Linked DNA regions of Mus musculus: region 1 is linked to region 2. The links are chromatin contacts, called in public promoter capture Hi-C maps. All regions are on one chromosome and are shown on one strand. The core of a region is the stretch at or near the end of the contact, and the rest is flanking DNA. Distances in the headings are between cores, read along the strand shown.

Evidence for each region. Promoter capture Hi-C pulls out the DNA fragments that hold promoters and counts their contacts.
Region 1: a contact with region 2 is called in a promoter capture Hi-C map of macrophages, with 5 read pairs. The contact joins the promoter of Usp8 here to the promoter of Atp8b4 in region 2. A contact is called at or near these places in 2 of 39 promoter capture datasets (macrophages and neutrophils), 2 of 115 datasets of contacts at active chromatin or transcription factors (effector CD8 T cells and memory CD8 T cells) and 2 of 9 other capture datasets (adipose tissue and liver).

Annotation. Positions count from the first base shown.
Region 1 is chr2:126,705,758-126,709,283 of GRCm38.p6, forward strand. Usp8 (ubiquitin specific peptidase 8) reads left to right here and starts at 1,571. Exons shown (of 19, transcript NM_019729.3): 1 at 1,571-1,730. It also overlaps the pseudogene Gm10774.
Region 2 is chr2:126,490,051-126,493,309 of GRCm38.p6, forward strand. It overlaps Atp8b4 (ATPase, class I, type 8B, member 4), which reads right to left and starts at 1,503. Exons shown (of 28, transcript NM_001080944.3): 1 at 1,431-1,503.

The sequences.
Region 1 (3,526 bases), core at 321-2,820, 220 kb after region 2:
AATATTGTTCTCTGGGAGGGGAAGCACATGGAGATCAAAAGACAACTCGTGTGTGTGTGTGTGTGTGTGTGTGTATACAACTCACGTGTGTGTGAGTATGTGTGTGTGTGGACAACTCACGTGTGTGAGTGAGTGTGCATGAGTGTGTGTGTGTGTGTGTGTGGACAACTCACATGTGTGTATACAACTCATGTGTGTGCGTGAGTGTGTGTGTGTGTGTGTGTTTTCCAGGAATCAAACTCAGATTGCCAAGTTTACCTGGTAAGGACTTCACGCATCTTGTTGGGCTCAGAGAAAATTTTCACTGATACACTCCAATGATGTCTCTCTTCCTTTCAGTCCTACCTCCTTCCAATTGTCAGAGCACCCCAAAATGTTCTCCATGTGTTTTATACTTATTCTCACATTCAGCTCTAAGTTTTTCTTTCCTTACTCAATTCCACAAAGCTGAGCAGAGAAAAAACATTTTCCTAAAATAATCCATCCTCAAAAAAACAATTTCTTCCTTAATTATGAGGGGGAAAAAAAAAACATTTGAGGCTTTTATCCAGTAGTTCCCAGCATTGCACGGTATCAAATCACACCAGTCTTTACTTGTCTAGGGAGAACAAATAGTATATAATTTAGTGTTGATTTTTTAAAGGAGAAATGCAAGATTTTGTTTGTTTGGTTGGTTTGGTTTTTCGAGACAGGGTTTCTCTGTGTAGCCCTGGCTGTCCTGGAACTCACTCTGTAGACCAGGCTGGCCTCGAACTCAGAAATCCGTCTGTCTCTGCCTCCCAAGTGCTGGGACTAAAGGCGTGTGCCACCACCGCCCAGCACAAGAATACCTTTGCATGTAGCTAATTGTAATGGAAACGAAACTAAGGTTTATTTTAAAGGTTGGTAGACTGGATGCTTACTACTCTTTAACGTTTAATGGCAGCCTATCTGCTAAGTATTTTCATTTTATATACTTAGTAGAGCTGTGCTTTTAGATTTGACATGCATTAAAAAGTTGGACTGTCCCAACGGATTTAGTGACCAGGGAAAACAACTCCACTCTTAAGCAATTTTTATGTCCACGAGTAGCCCATCTTTTCTCCACAAGACAACTCTCCAAAGAGTTCAAACCCCAGCTTTGTAAGACTGGTCCTTTTGGAAATGTTGACGGTGTTTGTGCAATGTGTTTTCCAAACACGTCTGTTCTTTAACCAGAGGCTTGGCTTTGGAGAATGTTTATTCCCAAGTTTTAGAAGGTATCAATCCTCTCCCCGTATTTTCCCCCTAATGTCCGATCTGACGGGAAAAATGCACTATTGAGAGGCGCCAAAATATCCTCGATTCCTCCGTGGACAGCTCCAAGTCACAATGTGACACAATCTGAACTGACTTCCACCCGGAAAAGAGACGCGCGAGGACACCGGAAGCGCAGCACGCGCGCTTCCGTCCCGCACCAGCTCAAACTGTCCTTCCGACGCATGCTCAGGCCGGTTCGGCGCTCACCCTTCCGGAGAGGGCCGCCCTGATGTCCCTCCCTACGGGACAGAAAGGCGGAGTTACAGGGTTCACTGGAAGCTCCGCCCTCGCCGTGACGTTTCGAGACGCGACCCGTCGCCACGCAATGCGAATCGGGAAGAGGGGATGAGCTGCGCTGCCGTGCGTCTGAGAGCGAAGGCTCGTTCTCCTTCTGGTGGTGGGCGATGGGCGTCAGGCGAGGAGGCCGGTGTTAGCGGAGCGCGGGCGCTGCGGTGAGTGCGGCCTGGCTCCGGCCCCGGTTCCTGGGGAAGGCGTCCTCCAGCTGCTGGTCATCCGGGAGACGAGCCCTGTCCGCGGAGGGGTGGGACAACCCCAGACAACTGGCTGGTCCAGGGAGGGCCCGACTCTTGGTCGCTCCCGTCCCCCTCCTACGGTGCCCAGCGAGTTTGATGTAGTTTGCCGGTCTCAGAGGGTGGCCTTGACCAGTTCTCCTTTCTGTTGGACACTAGACCCAACTTTGGACTCCTTCCTTTTGCTTCCTTTTTTCTCATTTTGTGCTACCTACAACCCCAGGCCTTAATACGACCATTTGTCATGTTTTCCCTATTCCCCTTTACCCGGGTCACGCATGTTTTCAGTGAAGTACAAAAATTGAGTTAAGTAAACTCACCACACTTAAAACTTCTTCAAAGAGGGCATTTTCTTTTCTTAAAAATGTTTCTTCGTTTGTAGACTTGTGGCACTGACAAGTTCCCTTCACATCTGATGTACCGAGAGAGTTGTCAACCCCAAATCACAATGATATTCCTTTACCCACAAAGCTGCAGACCCTGTTCCTATGTTTTGTTCTTGCTTTCTGCCTATGACCTTGAGTCAGTCATTCAAGAAATATTTACGTGACTCACAGAGGTGTTGCAGAATCTAAGGAGTTTCATATTTATTAAAAAGCTCTAGGGTTTCGGATCAAAACGATGCCTAGCTAAAGGGTGTAATTCTTGGTTGTTCCCCGCCACCACCCACAAGGTCTTACTATGTAAACAGGACTTGTCTCAAACTCACTGAAACCTTCCTCCCTTGGCTCCAGAGATGGATAAAACTGCATCAAGCACCACTCCTGGCAAGGGTATTCTTTTTAAATCTTAGAGTATTCTTAGTTGTGTATATTATCCTACTTCATTAAAAATTCCATGTGTTATTTTTTGGTTTTGGTGGCTTTATTCTCTTTCTTTTTTTCTTACTTTCTTTCTTTTTTTTCTCGAGACAGTTTGTCTGTGCAGCCATAGCTATTATGGAACTCACTCTAAACCACGATTGCCCTTGATCTCAAAGTTCTGCCTGCCTTTGCCTCCCGAGTGCTGCCCACCACTGCCAGGCTCGGTGTATTGTTGGTGGTGGTAGTTTTTGGTTTTTGTTTCTGTTTTAAAGATATCTGCTTTTTTTTTAGTATTTCACTCTTTCTGTTTAAGACTCCCTGGTGAAAGTCAATCATGTTGGATTTAGGTAGTTTCTCATCTATAGAGCACTGGCCTAATTAAGGTGCTGTTGGCTGTATGTATGCTTATTTAAGAATATGAATTAGTATATAACTTAATTATGCCACTGTATCACTGTTGATCCTAAAATGTATATTCCTGCTCTTTTGCCCAGATATTGGGCATTGCACGGATCTTGCAGTAGTAATGTAAGCCTGTGAGGAATGAATAATGAATAGCTTGTGACTTGTAGTTTTTGAGATAACAATGGATAAGATAAACTAACAAAAATATTTAAGGTTTTCTTTTTATTCTTTAACTTGTTGATTTATTTACTTGAGCCTTATTAATCATCCTGATCTTTTGTTGATAAGAATGGAACCGAATCCAGATGGCTTTGTAAACCAGTTGTAATGTAAAGCCAACACATCAAATTTTATTCATTATATACTTAGCATCCTGATTTTCTTTCTTTTTTTTTTTTTTTTTTTTTTTTTTTTGGTGGTTCTGCAAACATCTTTACTAAACAGTTCCTTCCAGGGTAACAGGACTTAGCCACAGGGCCACAGCCAGGCAATACACCAACATCCCCAATA
Region 2 (3,259 bases), core at 253-2,752:
GTGGGCATCCTCTACTACATCATCTTTTGTTGGCTCAGACCATTTCTGTCCAATCAAATGGCTATATGGCACCCTCTGCTTCAGTGAAACAGCCCACAAAAATGGATTGTTGACTCAGCATCTGTCTTTGCGTCTTCATCTTGGAATCCAGAATTATTACTGGCTGGTCACCAACAACTCATAGTGTTTTCTCATCCCTGCTAACTTGTCTATTGTCAGTTTTTCTTAGCAGACTATGTTACATCATAGTGAAATTTTTGAACTTCTCAGTGAAGGCTTTATGGCAACCCCTGATAAGCACATATGTGTGCACTGGATTTGGCAAACAATTTTAATCAACTTTTCTAACTTATCACAAACACTAGGAATTGGGAATTGCTAACCAGGCTGCAACTCACCACAACCCAAAATTTTCTACTCACCTATCTATATATATGTTCTTCTCTTAGTTGCTACCCAACACACTAAAATAATACCATTATTATCTTTTTTTTCCTGTGTGTGGCCTAATTTTTTATGAGATAAACCCTATCAAAGATCTAAAGTGAGCCAATGCACAAACAGATTACACACAACATTCACAACCTGTGGAAATGAGCACATGAAGCATTGCAAACAAGTGGCAGAGCAAGCAGGCGTATGGAATCGGCGGCATTCTGTTGGTTAGAAACAGAAATGATGTATCTGCTTCCTGCCCAGAGAAGTTACATGCAGAACATATGGAGTGTACTGAAAGAAGTACCGTGTGGTCAGCCGCACGGACACCAAATAAGGGGAAGAATAGTACGTTTGGCTTAGCAGTTACAAAAAAAAAAGATGTTTAAAGGGAAGTGCATCAATCCCCAAGGTTCTAATACCGATCTCTTGGTGTCCAAAATGCCAGAAACCATCCATTTGTCTCCCTGTTACCTCCCGGGGGGGGGGGGTGCCTGACAAAAAAAGAGGTGCTGAGAGTAGGAATCTAGGCGTTCCTAGTGCCCAGATTAATAAAACTGATGAGTCTAAGCACAAAGATTGGTCATTGTTGCCATGTGCTACTAGAATCAGGAGTAATTATAACACATTAGAAACCCCCCTGTTCCCTCCTGTACACCTTCCATGCTATCAGTTCCAAGACTGCCCAGACCATCTCTCCAAAGCCTCCTCTCTGCCCGCATCCCTGCCTAGGCGGTGGGTATCATCTAGGACCTTACAGCTGACCACACACCATTCTTCCTCTGTGCTTATGCTCATAGGCCTGTCTTGGTCCAGACCTGGGAAGCTATAGACCAGTGTCCACATCAAAACTACAGACATCCTCGTTAAAGTGGAATGGCATCAGGTCATAACCCTGCTAAGAAACCCAGAAGTCCTCACATCAGCCTCAGGAAAGAAAGATTTAACACATCAGCTAAGACCTCTACCATCTTGTTTCTGCTCATGGGTCTTACCTGGTTTCTCCCTCCTTCCCTCACTTTCCACAATCCTCTGTTCACTCCTCGTGTCTGCACTTCAGAAATGCTCAGCTTAACTCTTTTCCATCTGGGGACCTTCATGAGTCATCTTCCCTATAAGTATAGCCATGTAACCACGGCCCCACCCTCTTCAACTCACATATTAACTCATATGGCACTTCCTCCACAAGCCACTTCCTATGTGTCCCACAAACCCTGGTACTGTTCCTCTCGGAGTCGATGGCACTCTAGACTGTATTTGTGGACTACATTGGCCTTCTCATTACTTCCCAAGCTTCAGTGGCATGGGAACCTCCTCATCTGGCCCATGGTTTTGTTCCTGATATCTGACACATGCCTGGCTCACAGTGCTATTCTGTGTGTTTATTGAACATGAATGAACGAAGCTTTCTATTTCCCTAAGAAATGGAGCATGGACCTACACATGCTGAAGGGCCCTCCCCTTTTAGCAATTATTCTTTCTAGGGCTCAAGCACCAGAGTGGCTTTGATCTATCATCTGTTTGAGGCTCCTGAGGGTTGGGAGTATTTCATTTCTCTTGCCCGCCCCTGTCCCTTCATATATGGCTATCTCCTAAACACCCTGAAAGCAGATTAGGACCAAGCAGGATAAGTGCACATTTGATGTCATAGCAAGTTGAAGAGCATGGGAAAGAAGGGAAGAGTAGCCAGAACTTAGAGGAGAACCTCGGGCCCTCCAGCTAAAAGGAGATTGTCAGGAGGAGTGTTCTTGTCAGTTAAATTTGTTCTTTGACAATTATAAGCACATAAGTAGTGCATTTGGTCACCACAGCCTTCCCTATCTCCTGCTCACTCCTACCATGCTCCCCTCCTGAATCCCACAGTCATGCCTCTTTTTGTTTGGAGACTCTCTGATTTTAGCCAGGAGCACTTGTGTAGCCATGGGTTTGGAACTATCTGTTTCAGCCTGGTGGTCTCACTGATGGGTACACAGCTAAAGTCAACGACTATCTCTACCCCAGAAGCAATCAAAGAATGCTTTTAGAATACAAAGAAATTTCTTTATGTTAGTCTTTCCTCTGAAAAAATACATAGGCAAATCAGTCCTCACCCACAGGACTTTTTTTCTGGTTTATTTGTTTGTTTGTTTGTCTGTCTGTCTGTTTTGATACAGGATCTGAAGGTCTGTCACTTGCCATATATCCTAGACTAGCCTCAAACTCACAGCAATCCCCCTGCCTCAGCTTCCTGGTTGCTAGGATTACAGATATTTCCACCACATACAGCCTTTTCATAATTACTTCTTTGTTTCATGAGGCAGGTACCAAAAGGAGCCAGAGCAGACGTTGGATGGCGTCAGGAGGGAGAACACAGAACGTGAGGATGACATCTGGTGCCCCATCTGGCCAGAAGAAAACGACTAATCAAGGTGTCTAAGCCAACTTGTTAAGACAAGAGAATTGTCCCTGGGGACTAATCTGACAGGTTCTGTTTTACTGGTTCATTAGATGCTGAGAGAGTGGTGCTAACTGATAACCATTGTTAAGGATGGAGCTAAAAGCATCTGTGGACTGCAGAGCACGTGGACCACATGCATGTGGACAGCTTTCCTCTTCTCTTATTTTACATCTTCCTGAAAGTTCTTCTCACTTGCAAGATTGCCCATAGATGAGGCTTAAAGGAACGCACTTTCTTCATTCCCTGACAGCCTTCTACTTTCACTCTCAGCTTCTCACTGTCTCCTTCCAAAGTGTCTCCGAGTCGTTTATCTTGAAGATAGTGAATATATCCATTTCAACTCTAAGCATTTTTACTTTTATAAAAATACTCTCTGCTCCATAACTC